Regions from separate parts of the Mus musculus genome. Here regions 1 and 2 are each linked to region 3. The links are chromatin contacts, called in public Hi-C and promoter capture Hi-C maps. All regions are on one chromosome and are shown on one strand. The core of a region is the stretch at or near the end of the contact, and the rest is flanking DNA. Distances in the headings are between cores, read along the strand shown. Region 1 holds the start of Tlr8 (toll-like receptor 8). Region 2 has its middle 3.7 kb from the start of Gm15232. Region 3 holds the start of Tceanc (transcription elongation factor A (SII) N-terminal and central domain containing).

Region 1 (4,482 bases), core at 1,909-4,408, 750 kb after region 3:
CAAGACCAACCCAAGTTATCTAGTAAAATCCTGTCTCGAACTAAAATAAAATAAAAACCAAACTAAACAAGCAAAAGAATTTTGTAGTATAGCTTAGCAGTTGAGTGCTCACCTAGCACGGCAAAGGCCTTGAAGCCTTCCCAGTAGCCATGTAAGAAAATGTTTCTCCTTTAACATGGCATGATTTACCTCATACAAGCTGTACCCCTCTCTGGACATGTTCTTCCTTAGGCATGATAACTCCAAGGCAGCCAACACTCCTATTGGTTATTATGCACAACAAACTGAACCATTTAGCTATTCCAGCACCATGTGGGTGGGAAGCAGAGCTGAAAATTTGCTAGCCTGGAGTTCTTTCTTACTTTTAATGGTCTTCAATTAGTTTTTGTTTGATGATGTTGATCACTGATTAACTGATATCAGCTAACAAAGTAAAGAATAGCTACATACAGGATGCTGCAGAGATGGCTCCATGGCTAAGAACACCTACTGTTTGTTCTTGCAGAGAACCTGAATTCAACCATATAGTAGTTCAGAACAATCCAGTTCCAGGGGTTCTGATATTGTTTCTGAGGGCATCAGCCATGCATGCAGTACACCTATATACACAGAGGCAAATCCTCATATACATAAAATAAAAATATTTTATAAAAGATATACAGATATGATTTATCATCTCAGATGAAATTAATAGCAGGTGCTTTATTTTGTCTACTCTAAATCTAATGGATTCATAAACTGCTTTGGAGAGCAAGAGAAACATAATGCCAGTCAAATGAACTTGATGCTAAAGAGATGCCTCCCGATTCAGCAACAACTAAAGATATACGAAAAGTATGCTTTTTGGATCATAGACGGATTTGCCATAAGTCGAGTACAAAGCACCCATATATTTATTTCATCCTCATCCAAATCAGCATAGGGGGGTGGTATCAAAAATCTGTTTCCCAGACTTGGATCCTGATGCTTTGAAAGGTTACTTTACCCAAGTTCACTCCCATAGTAAGCAGCCAAACTGAAATAGAGCATAGATATGCTCAAATAATTCATGAGTTACTGCTGGAAGCTAAAGAACAAATTGAGAATGATCTGGTTGCAGGAATGAGCAAAAGAGTCATAGATAGGGGCTAGAGAGATGACTCAGCAGTGAAGAGTGTTTGTTGCTTTTGCAGAGAACCTGGATTCTCTTCCCAGTACATATATGTTGACACAAAACTATTTATAACTCCAGTTTCAGACAATCTGACATCATTTTCTAATATCTGTAAGCACTAGGCAATGTGCACAAGCATGCAAAACACTCAAATACATATCAAACAAATAAAAAGTATAATAAACTACCACACATTTCAAATCTACAGGATATAGAGTCTGGGAACAGATGTTCCACTTTGACTTTCTGTGCTTACTAAGTCACCACAACAAGCGTCACTGACATTGCTGTAATGAGTTCCTGTGTATGGTGTTCTCTGAAACTGGACTTCCCGATAGCCTGCCTTTCCCCCCCATCAGTTCTGCTGGTTTTAGGATTATCATTTAGGACGAGAAGCAGTGATCGAAAGAAAATGAAATGATATTCAACATAACATAAGACCGTAAAATATAAACAGTGAGAGAATCAATGTAAGCTTGTAAAACCTACCCTCTTCTTTCCCTCTGGTGACAGGTGGAAGCCAAGGACTTCTTTACAAGCTTCCTCTGATTCACTTACTGTTCTATACTCTCCTTTCTTACGACATAGCTATTTTGACTATCATAGCAATTTACCAAGTCGAAACTGGGCGACTTCAATTGCAGTGTCATATGTGCTTTTGGTCTCTTTGGACCAATCCCATATAGATCACAGTCATTTGTAAGGATCATAAAATTTTACTGCAAAATGAATTGATATTCAAGCTCCATTATGGACCTAACTGAGCATAAAAATTAACTTCCAATAAGTTAAATAGACATTAAATTAGTGTCAAAAGCACACCAAGGCCTTTCATATGCACTAAATGGCTAGGGAAAACATACATGGTCAATTTTAAGTGAGATTTGTTTCAAGTCAGATATTCCAATTTCTCCTTATACTTCCCTGAATTTTCTATAACATACACCATTCAGAGAAACTTGTAGTTTGTTTGCTTTTCAATCAAATATCTTTTGACAATGATAAGAATAGAACTCTTGCTGCATCTAGACAGTGTAAGGCAATAGCAGCAGATGCAGTGAGATGTGCATTTTAAAACTTCAAACAGGAAAAGGAGCTGCTGCTACAGAAACTCCAGCTTTTAGTAGTTAAAAGCAACTATCACCAGACTGCAGATACTGAACCATGTTTGTAAAGCAATGGTTCTCAACCTGTGGGTCATGACCCCTTTGGGAGTCAAAGAATTCTCTCCACAAAGGTTGCCTAAGTCTATAGGAAAACACAGATATTTACATTACAATTAAATATAACAGGAGCAGAATTACAGTAATGAAGTAGCAATGAAATATTTTTGTGGTTGGAAGTCACCACAACATGAGGAACTATATTAAAGTGTCACAGCATTAGAGAGGTTGCGAACCACTGGTCTAGCGGTAGGGAACTTACCATGTTCTATAGACAAAGGAAGGTAAAACGTTTGTTTCTCTCTTAACATCCAACTCTGTTTTTCTGGAAGAAGATGTGCTCTATAGCTGGACCAGAAAATAATAGAACAGCCCAAATTCTTTCTTGGAAGGCTCTTGCTTTCCTGTTCAGAATGATAATATTATCATTGTATTCGGCTTTCAAAGTTTCCTCTCTAATTTAGTTTATCTTAACATTCGCACAAACTCATCAGACAGGCAGTCCTCCCAGCATACAATGTGTGCTGCTGGTTTCCTCTGGCTTCTGCTACTACTTGGCTCAGTTAGTACTTTCTTTGTTTCCATCAGTAGCCACCAACCCGGATCTCTAGATGGGAAATTATATTTTGCAGGAGATCTTTGAGACAAGCTCGCACATAGCTTACCCCTTTCTGGCTGGGATCCCTTCAAGGTTCTCTTTCAATAGCTTGTAGTAGCAGTGCAGTGGTCCTCTGTGTACAGTAGCTGTGCAGAGAGCAGACTTTGGCAAACTTCTGAAATCTGGTCGCTTTAGCATCAGCAAAATCTAGCAATGGATTTGCAGAAGTTTATGTTGGAAGACAGGAACTTGTGATTTCTTAACTGTTGCCAAATCACTTATTGGCTATGCTTTAAAAATTTCGAAACTGAATTCAGAGGAAAAGTCATTTATAAAATTATTTTCATAGAACCCTCACATCATACTTTTTTGAGTTGGCATATATTCATGTCTATGGATACCTGTAGGGTTTGGGTAAGCAGGATTAGGAGGGAAACAGGCAATAAAATGGGGGAGAAAATAATATTTTGATGAAAAATTATTTTAAAAAGCAAACACCTGTACCATAAATTTGTATCAAATTTGGGATTTATGAAACTTATCTTTAGGTATGTAACTCATATATACTTCTGCTTTGTTCCACACCTTTTCAAGACTGCCATGCTGCATAGGTGTCTAGGGATCGCCCACTGTAGCTGGGGCACTTCTACATGCAGCACCTGACATGCAATGTAAGGTCAATAAATGTTCATTCAAAAATAAAAGAATTCCTCATTGAGTGAGAGCAAGAGGGATTGGATGAGCATTGTAGAGTCTGGGGATTTTTCCCTTTTCTCATTTGGTTGGATAAAATTAGACTTGGAGCTTCCAGGGCCAGGGCCCCACCACATATTTCATAGAAAGGTATTCACAATCAAAAACCTTGGAGCAACATCTGGTCCACAAGTAAACACACACACACACACACACACACAAAACAAAAAACCAAAAATTTACAAAGGAACATTTGGCAATTTGGCATGTTGAAGCACTAGCTTCAATCTCTAATTATAAAAACACCCCTCTCAAAAACTAATTCTAATTTTTTTCTGATTACCATGTACATAGTAAAATCTACCCTCAGCTATTATTCTGTTTTGAATTTTATAAATGAAATAATTGTGAGATATTGTTTTTCAGTTACCATGTAAGGATATACATGATATCAGAAATTCACCTCTTGTCCCAAAATGCCAACTTTTAACAGAAAGTCCTTGCTGGCCTCTGGAGAAAGAAGTATGTCAGAGTGAGGTGCTCTGTTCTATAGAGCCTCCTCCTACTAAGTAAGAGGTAAACACACTGTGTGTCATTCACAGAAATGTGGACCACAGAAAGCCTGGTTATAGAAAAAAATGCCTTGAAGAAGTCATAGAATACCTTGGATAACCTTTCCTAGACTGACTTCTGAGTATCAGTCCCTGAGGTATTCACGATTTGGCCATGGTCGGGGAGAGCTTTCTAGGATCCAGGTCATCAAGGAACAGAGACAGCTTAAACATTTGTGACATAACCAGAAATCTTTTTTTTTTAACAGAGGAAAGATTTACTTGGGCTTACAGTTTACGAATCAGTATGCTCCATTACCACAG
Region 2 (4,704 bases), core at 1,592-4,091, 600 kb after region 3:
ATTTTTTTTCACTTAAATAGTGTGAAGTCAGGGGCTACAATTGAAGTCTGTTTTTGTTTTCTTAAGCAAATTTTGTACACTGGCTCCCTTCGTTTGAAAGCCACAAGATATGTTCCCAAGCAGCTCCATATGCATAAAGATAAGGCTCCTTTGTAAAAAGGAGGCATTAAAAACCCTTCCGGAAGTCCTGCTTTTCAAGCACTCATACCATAAGTGTAGTTGAATGAAGCAACAATATAGCCAAATATAGACAGTACAAGCCACGAAACCTCTCTCATGATTGGCTCCCACCTTTGCCTCAAAAGAAGAACATTGTGGTTCAAATGCTGCAGTCCCAGGAAGTCTTGAAATCAACTGAAGGGCTTTTCAAATTCATTCTTCATTATTTCAACTGGACCCCAGCCCAGTGTCATTGGTGGCTGGAGTGGCCTGAGTCTCAGGTCTAGGGCTGACATTTTCAACCCTTATTTGACCGGACATAATTAGAGGAGAAGCCATACTCCAGTGTAGCTGACATTTGAGCCTCTGGAGCTTTCAATCCCAGGCACGGATTGGATTTCTGTTTCTTTCTTGCGGAGCTGCCAATTTGTACTGTTGTAAACTGAGCAGCCGGCAACCTCTGAAAAGCCAGCTCCAGCTTGACTGGTTTTCAAAGGCCCATTGAAAGCTCGGAGCTTGTAAAAGGATGTGTTCGATGAAGCTTCAGTTGGCCCCTCTAGGCCTGAGCTGATAAGATGATTTGCAGCTTCAGTTTCCGCCAAGTGTTCTAAAACACCGGTGTTTGTTTCAGGCCCATGTAATCGTTTGCTATCTGTCCCACAGCCATTCTTTCCCCTGTGAACACATCATAAGTCCTTCACACAACCAGTGCACAAGCTCAGTAAGGATGAAGGCTATTAACCCCAGGTTTAGTTCATGAGCAACCCAAAGCCTCATTAGATTGCTGTCAGTGAGAGATCTGTGCACCTAAGCCAAAGCTGTACTTCCCTTTCAACCATTTGTGCATGCCTTTCACGGCCTGGCTTCCAGGGTTTGAATAAACAGGAATTGAGCCCCAACTATCCCTGGGGAAGTGGCTAGCTATTATTATCACCAGTGGAAACACAAACAATAGTTAACACGCTACAAAAAACAGAGCCTGGTTGGCTTCACCTTACGGACCACATGACCTCCAAGTTCAGCTAACACGTTTTTCTTTCTTTCTTCCTTCCTTTCTTCCTTCCTTCCTTTCTTTCTTTCTTTCTTTCTTTCTTTCTTTCTTTCTTTCTTTCTTTCTTTCTTTCTTTCTTTCTCTCTCTCTCTCTCTCTCTCTCTCTCTCTCTCTCTCTCTCTCTTTCTCTCTTTCTCTTTTTCACAGTAACGAAGTACAAGCATGCATGCACCTTCTCACAGAAACTTTACTGGTCCACCTCGTCACAGACTCTGACTTCAATATGTGTGGGTTGGAAGAGCGTAGAGAAATTTTGGACAACGTGCTTTTTCAAACTTCCTTTGAATGACTTCTGGACTGATGTCACTATAAAAATCAGTGGCTCTGCCAAAGGGCTCATTTCTCTCCAGAAAGTACTCTCCATCCATCTCTGACAAGTTTTCCGCTTAGATCTAAAATCCCAGGTATGGAGCGTCTCACCATCATTTAAGAGCACTGCATGGCCACTATCAGCCCTAAATTCCAATGATCCTTTACTAACAAAAATAAAGCGAACTTAATATGGCCACAAATTAGTGTAGCCGATTTTGTTGATCTATCAGACAACACATTAACTTTGAATATTTTCATTCAAAGATGTAGGCTTGGCTGATATTAAGAAATATAGTAAAAAAAAAACCTGCAGTCAGAGATATTCATTAGAGAAAAGTGGTCTGCCTCTTAAATATCCTTCAAAAACAATTTAAACACGTGGATGGCATGCTCATACAGTAAGCATAATTGTTAATAGTCATGTTCCAGAAGAATGAGAATATATGAGTAAAATTTCTCACAACATGAAAAGAAACAGAATGATCTGGGTTTGTCTGGGTTTGTCGAAAAAGAAATGTGTGTGTAAGAAAACATGTAGACAAAGAGACCAAAACCATGTCCCAGCACTTGGGAGGCAGAGGCAGGCGGATCAGAAATTGAAAGTCACCCTCAGCTACATATCACGTTTGAGGTCAGCCTTGTGCACATGGGACTCTGTTTCAAATATAAAAGAGAAAAACTACGTCAGAATAGCAACAACAGTTTCTCATTAGCTGAGGGCAAAGCTTATAAAGATTTAATGCCCCTCCCCAGCTATTGAGCTTTTCTATATTGTCCAAATCCCCTATGTGTAAGTGGTTTTACAATGAAAAAGCCCACTTCGGAAAGTAATACCCCACAGGAGCTTGCTGTTCCTTAATGAATTAATAATATGAAAAGGACAGCATACTAACAGCCCAGAAGACAAGATGGAGATGAGACTATCAGTCTTGCATCCATTTGAACTTTAGTCACTCTTGCTTCAAAAAGAACTTTCATGATTACATATTGCATGCACCCTGCCAAAAGCCACGGCTTTCACATTCAGACTAGGGAATAAACAGCTCCCCCAGGCAGACTGTGATGGAGGCGGCTGCTCTTGCATTCTAATTGAGGGACTATGCGCCCCAATGATTCGATTCTCCTGACAGATTAAGAGAATGAAGAAATCACCAGCTGCCAGAGCACAGAGAAGGAAGGGACCGAGCGAGGGCGGCTGCTGTCTGGCTGAGGCATCCTTCTGTTTTCTTGAGTTAACATAGGGGAAGAGAAAGCCTCCAGCCATTGCACGCAACTTAGAGTGCATGCAAGCAAACGGTGCAGTATTCAAGGGAGGGAGGGGCCTTGTAGGCCCAAAGAAAATGCCTATTTTGGGACGTGTGGTTGTGACCACAGTGTTCTACCTTCAGTAAACTGCTCATATTGTGATTAGAACTTTGACACCAACGGCAACTGGGTGACTAGATGCTAATCCTTTTTTTTTCTTTTTTTAAGAGGTTTGAATGTTTTGAGACATGGCCTCAAATGCGTTTTGTAGATGAGGATGACCTTCAAGCTGGATCCTCCTGTCTCCACCTCCAAGTATGAAGATTACAGCCCTGTACCACCACCAAGCGTCTCCACTATTTGTTCTGAATAGACAGTAGATGAAGCAGGAGCGGGTGAAAGGCTTCTGACCTCATATCCCAACTATCCATGCCAATCTTACCTTTCTGTTGGTCATCTATCTTCCCCTATCTTAGACAATCCATCCTCGTAAGTCCTTCTGTCAAACTGCTTTGCTTTAGTCCACAGAGGTGTCCTGATTTCTCCCAAAGGCTTAGGTGGAGGAGCTAAGCCAGATCTACAGTCTCCCCTCTGTCATCTTGTATCTGCATACTAGTGGAGGTATCTAAAGTATTCATAAATACACTTCCTTTCCTAGCTTGAAAATAGCAGAGACAAAGAAAATTACATGGTACTTTGCCATCTTTATTCTGGTCCACTTGAAACAGGAAGTTCCTAGGGCTTTCTCACAAGCAATTGATAAATAGTACTGTTTTCAGTATAACGTTCAGGTAGACGTGCATTCGGAAACATTCACACAAGATGCACAAGAACATTACCAAGACTCTAGTACTCATCACATGGAACCCCTTAGCATATAAACAAAAGTCATCTGTTTTCTTGTTCATAGTCCCTTTACATGTAACATCCAAAGGTACCACCCAGAGGATGGCAAGCTGGGTCCAGCTGAGGAAAAGCCCGGTGTAGAGCCTTTTCTCAATTGCTCTTAAAGAATCTCTCAGGTGGAGCCATTTTCCCTTGAGCAGGCATCCTCATGGCTCACTTAGGGAAGGGAAGGACATTTTACACTCTCATAGCTGAGAGCAATCTCTTTTGGGAAATGAAGCCCTTTTAGCTGTCTTCTGTTATTTATCTGCTCTCAGTCCCAATCAATGTTATTTAGCACTGTTGAACAAGCATTAAGGGAGAATTTGAGAGGGCTCTAACTTCTAAGATGCTCAGATGCTTACACACCAAGCTTTCAGATCCTAGCAGTCTTGGGTGAAGCATTTCCCTCCAAGACAGATGATGCTCATATTTTAGGATGCACTCGTATGAGCTTTGCAAGCAGGCTACACGTCCATTATGAGCCATTAATGTGGACTGTAATCACATTGTAGGACTTCAGGACGATGCATATTGTGTAAGAGAAGGGGCAGCCTGTGTAAAGGTTTTTATATTACCCCACTGAAGGTTTTTGTTATCTTTCAAAACTTCAGACAAAGAGTAGGCAGAGGAAACAGACCTAGCCCACAAGATCTTAAACGAAAGAGGACTTCTCTTATTCTCCTTCCACTTTCTGATTTCTCACTCTCAAGGGTATTAAGTTTAACAAATAAATAACCTTAGAGATACATGGTAATGTTGCCCAATTAAAAATGACTTATGCACATACCCTTAATCCTAGCACTTAGGAGGCAGAGGCAGGCAGATCTCTGTGAGTTTGAGGCCAGACTGGTTTCCACAGTGAGTTCCAAGCCAGCCAGAGCAACACAGTGAGACCCTTTCTCAAAGAAATAACTTAAGTAGGGAGCGAATACTTGGTTGACAAGCTATAGCTACCACCAGAGCCTGTCTTAAAAAATACCATGGCAGTCATCATCTTAACTTTCCTTTTTCGTCTATGATGGAAATGAAAATAAATCAACAACAACGTG
Region 3 (4,373 bases), core at 880-3,379:
TCAAGGCCCCCTACACTTACTCTCACCTGTGTGGGAACCTCTCTTCCTTCAGCCCTTACCTCTCTTCCTTCAGCCCTTGCTCCCATAACGCCGGGGCAACAGGGTGTTGTCCTGGGGGCCCTGGTTTCAGGGGCTGCCCCTTGTCCACCCCACCCCACCCCCTGTCAAGTGGGGTCAGTGGCTTAAATGCCCACCCGGGCTGAGTGGAAAGCTTCTGGCAGCCTTACGGCGTCTGCCTGCCCAGAGCATAGGAGGAACGCTGGCCGGGCTTGGGCTATCCTCCCTCCTGCCTCCTTCCCCTACATCCCCTTTAGTTCCCACCCTATACTGGGTAGTTCACAAGTGCTTATAACCCAGCTTTAGGAAAACCTGATGCCTTTGGCCTCCTGTAGGACTGGCACTCACATGCATATACCCACACATCTATATACAATTAAACCTAATAAGGCAGGCTGGAACTGGGAAGATGGCTCAGGTGGTAAACTGCTTGCTGTGCAATGAGGACCTGAGTCTTGATCCCCAGCATCTACATAAAAAGCCAGGCTTATGGTGCACACCTGTAATTCCAGCAACGGGAAGGGAGAGACAGGTCAGTCTTTGGAGTTCACTGGCCAGGCAGTCTAGCTGAACTGGTGAGCTTCAGGTTCAGTGTCAGACCCTGTCTCAAAAAAGGGAGGGGGGAGGACAGTAATTAAGGAAGACATCTAAGTTGATTAGCACAAATTATTTTTTAAAGTGTGTGTGTTGAGGGAGGGGGTCTGAAGATGAGGCTCAGTTCGTGGAGCACTTACCTAACATGCACAGGGCACTGAGTTTGCACCCTCCTCAAGCCCACCCCCCTCTATGCACACCTCATAAAGCCAGTGTGGTCAGAAAGAGGCCAGCCAGGGCTACAAGAGACTGTATTTCAAAAGAGAATGTGGGCAGTCTGTGTTTGGCCACAGGGTACTGTTTGAAAGCACCCTTTGTAGAGCAATGCTATCTCATATAAAGATTTCAAGCCACAAAGATATTTTTTAAATGTGTGATAGTATGTTAAAATTTGTTGGAATTAATTCTAGTTTTACTTAGCTAAAATATTTTTCCTTTAAAATGCAGTGGCAGAGTTCATACCCAGGGCCTTAGGCAGATTAAAGTATGTGCTCTACTACTGAGCTACACCTAAGCTTCGCCCCAATACTGTCCTTTCAAAATCTGATAAAAGGGTATTTTAATTCCTTTTTGTGTTAATTCTCAAAAACAAAAGTCTGCTGTGCTTTACACTCGAACACACTCCAATCCAGATCAGACACATTTCATGGCAGTTGTAGTTCATATATGAGTGTACATTTTACCATTTACCAGTGTGTGTATGAGTATGTATATGTGTGTGTGTGTACAATGTGTGTGCACATACAAAACCTTTTATAGTGACAGCAAGAGTCGGCCCTACCATGTGTTGCCTGAATGCATGCAGACGCCTGGGAATATGCAATTATAGGAAGGGCATACACACATCTGCACTAAAATCGTCCAAACGTGAAGAAAAAGCACAGGAAAGTTACTGTGAAATTTTCCAGAGGCTTAGGGAACAGACCAGCAGTCTTTAAATCTCTCTCAACATCCAGGAGGGGAAAAAAAGAGAAATTTTCTAGCTCCAGGCTAAACTTATCGGTCAAGCTTCAAGGCCCTGGCTCAGAAGGGAATGGACGGGCCATGGGGGGCTGGGGGGCTAGGACACGAGACGCTGGCGGGGCGTTGTTTTTAGGCAGCCACGTTAGGATCCCGGGGGAAGGGACAGGGAGAGGAACCGGCCCGCCCAGAGAGATTCCTGTGGGTGGGGTTGACTACTAAACAAAGCCTGCAGAAATCCACCCCGGGGGACGGCCCTGAGGCCGTACAGCCATGGCGGCGCGCCTTCCGGCCCGCTCCAATGACAGCACCTAAAGGGAGGAGGAAATCAACCTTCGAGCAGCCTGGGCACGGGGAGCACCAGAGCGCCCCTGCGAGCCGGGATTGCCTTCCACTGGACCCGGGAGTTAGCCCTTCCGCGGGGGCCGAGGTAACGGAAATGGCGGAACGCCGCCATCGGAGATGCTCGGTCACTGCCCTAGCGGCCGCAGCACCGCCCGCCCAGAAGCGCAGGCGCCGCCCTCCAGTGGGCGGTGCCGCCTCCTCCTGGAGGGAACTTCCGTTTCTTGGGGCCGGACGACAGAGCCTGCACCAGTCCTAAGGTTCCGGCGAGCCAACGTGGGCGTGGGATTGGACGCTAAGGTGCTTTGGACTTGGCGCCTGCGCAGAGCGGCCGCGGGCCTCGCAGAGTGGTCCCTTGAGAGAGGAGCTAAGGCCCGAAGTGAAACTAACCCGGCTGCTGCGTTTCAGTGGCAACGTTTGTTGATGCGCTTACTCTTTTTAGTTTCCGTCAAACCAGTAAAACAGATGGGACAAAAATAAAAACAGGCTGGCTGTGGTGATGGACCCCAGTAGGCAAAGGCTGAAGACTAAAGTACAGAGACCGGAGGATCCCGAGTTCGAGGACAGCCTGGGGCAAAACTAAACAGGCTGGACCCGGTACTCGCCTTCCTAAATAAATAAAAATAAACAAATGTAAAACCCTCCATAAGAACAATCAAATAAAATATAAATGGCTAACAGTGATGGTCTGTAATAATAAATGGTTGGGTTTTTTTTTTTAAATCAATATAAAAATGGCTAAACCTGGTGGCATATAATACTAGCGCTCCAGAGGCAGAGATGGGAGAAGGTCCATAAGTTTCTGACCAGCTAGGGTTACATAGTAAGACTCTCTCAACTAACAAACCAGGCAGCAAAAAGGCAAGCCATAATTACTGTCATGCCTAACAGTAATTAGTCCAACAAGCATATAACATGCATCACAAGAATGAAAGGAAGTAGTAACCATTCAGTAATTAGTTACAAGAAACCTGAGTGTATGTGTGAACATGGTCTGCCTTCAAGGATTAAAACCACAGTGATAATTGAACTAGAAAATGTGGCAGACTCCTTTGACCTCCAATGCCAAAACAATTCAGGAAAAGATTTAAGGAAGCAACCCCTCAGTGTTGTGTACTGGATCTGTTCATAGCAGGGATACAGCAGGGTGATCTGGTCATGAATGTAAGAGATTTTACCTCAGCAGAGGGAGGACAAGGAACTCACACTGATCAGGATAAGGGATGCCTGATTATTTTTCTGTTTTGAACGGTTAGTATTAGGGTATGATTACAAAGCAATCTTGGTTTGGGTTTGGTTTGGTTTAAACACAAGATTCTCACACTGTAGTCTAGCCTGGTCTACAACTATGTAGTCCAGGCTGTCCTCAAACTAGGATAATCTTCTTGCTCTCCAAGTGCTGATACTATGGGTGTGTATCACTAGGCCCAGTCTAGAAGTTTTTGGTTTTTTTTTGTTTTTTTTTTTTTTTGTTTTTTGCTATGGTTTATCACTCTGAAAGTAACACCATTTGGTGTTGAAGTTCTCGGAAATAATTGATTTACAAAACTGCAAGGTCTTGCTTGTCAACTTGACACACCTGGAAAGAAGGAGTCTCAATTGAAAAATTGTACACATCTGTGTGGCATTTTTCTCTATTTCTAATTAATGTAGGCGGGCTCAGCCCTCTGTGGGAAGGCCATATTATCCTTAGTACTTAGGCCTGGGCTGTATACAAAAGGGTAGTTGATGTGTACTTGGGAGCAAGGCAGTAAGTAGCATTCCTCCATGGTTCCTGCTTCCAGTTCCTGCCCTGAGTTCCTTCAATTATGGACTGTAGCCTGTCAGATGAAATAAATCCTTTCCTCCCTGAGTTGTATTTGACCACTGTGTTTATCCCAGCAACAGAAACCAAGCTAGGCTCTAACCCAATGGGATTTTGGCTGCAGATCTGACAGTAGGGGTGTAGGTGTAAGTGGGTGGTACAGAGTGGAGAACTGGAGCAGATGCTGAGCGAGATTGTGTAGTGAGAATGAGAAGCTCTGAGTAAATGATAAGTATCAGGACTCTGCTACAGCTGGCCTCTGAAGATGTGCGCACACAAGGCCTAGAAGAGCCCGGCTTGAATTACAAAGAATCTTTGCTTAGTACAAAAAAAAAAAAAAAAAAAAAACCCGATAATTTTTGATAGCTTACTTTTAGTAGAATTCATTTGAGCAAAGACTGATATTTGTGAATTAGGCAGTGCTGCCCAGGACCAGAGAAGAAAAACCGAGAGCATTCTCAAGGCAATATTGGTCGCATGGAAAGAAAGCACAATCACGAAGAAATGGCTTGGCTAGATGCTGCTCCAAATGGGGCTCTGGGTACACAGTCTGCTCACTTGGAATACTGTGATTGGCTAAGACTTAGCTGTTATGCTTGCCCATTGGAGTTGCACT

The links. Promoter capture Hi-C pulls out the DNA fragments that hold promoters and counts their contacts. A called contact is a pair of places that touch in the nucleus more often than the background predicts.
Region 1: a contact with region 3 is called in a promoter capture Hi-C map of neutrophils, with 6 times the contacts expected there. The contact joins the promoter of Tlr8 here to the promoter of Tceanc in region 3. A contact is called at or near these places in 4 of 39 promoter capture datasets (the C10 cell line, liver, neutrophils and 1 more) and 1 of 9 other capture datasets (macrophages).
Region 2: a Hi-C map of Th2 cells shows a contact between it and region 3, with 3 times the contacts expected there. The contact joins the enhancer-like site here to the promoter of Tceanc in region 3. A contact is called at or near these places in 2 of 484 Hi-C or Micro-C datasets (CD4 T cells and Th2 cells), 1 of 115 datasets of contacts at active chromatin or transcription factors (memory CD8 T cells) and 1 of 9 other capture datasets (adipose tissue).

The regions. Positions count from the first base shown.
Region 1 is chrX:167,261,171-167,265,652 of GRCm38.p6, forward strand. Tlr8 (toll-like receptor 8) reads right to left here and starts at 3,159. Exons shown (of 3, transcript NM_133212.3): 1 at 2,982-3,159; 2 at 2,579-2,720. The coding sequence starts at 2,581.
Region 2 is chrX:167,103,425-167,108,128 of GRCm38.p6, forward strand. No RefSeq gene overlaps it. Among named protein-coding and RNA genes, the nearest start is that of Gm15232, 3.7 kb to the left of the region's middle. Within about 2 kb of position 2,842, at least 58 of the 459 cell types and tissues checked have an H3K27ac peak or open chromatin away from gene starts, as enhancers often do. A contact at or near this core is called in Th2 cells, adipose tissue and memory CD8 T cells, where this site is marked.
Region 3 is chrX:166,508,349-166,512,721 of GRCm38.p6, forward strand. Tceanc (transcription elongation factor A (SII) N-terminal and central domain containing) reads right to left here and starts at 2,130. Exons shown (of 5, transcript NM_001007577.2): 1 at 1,945-2,130; 2 at 558-658.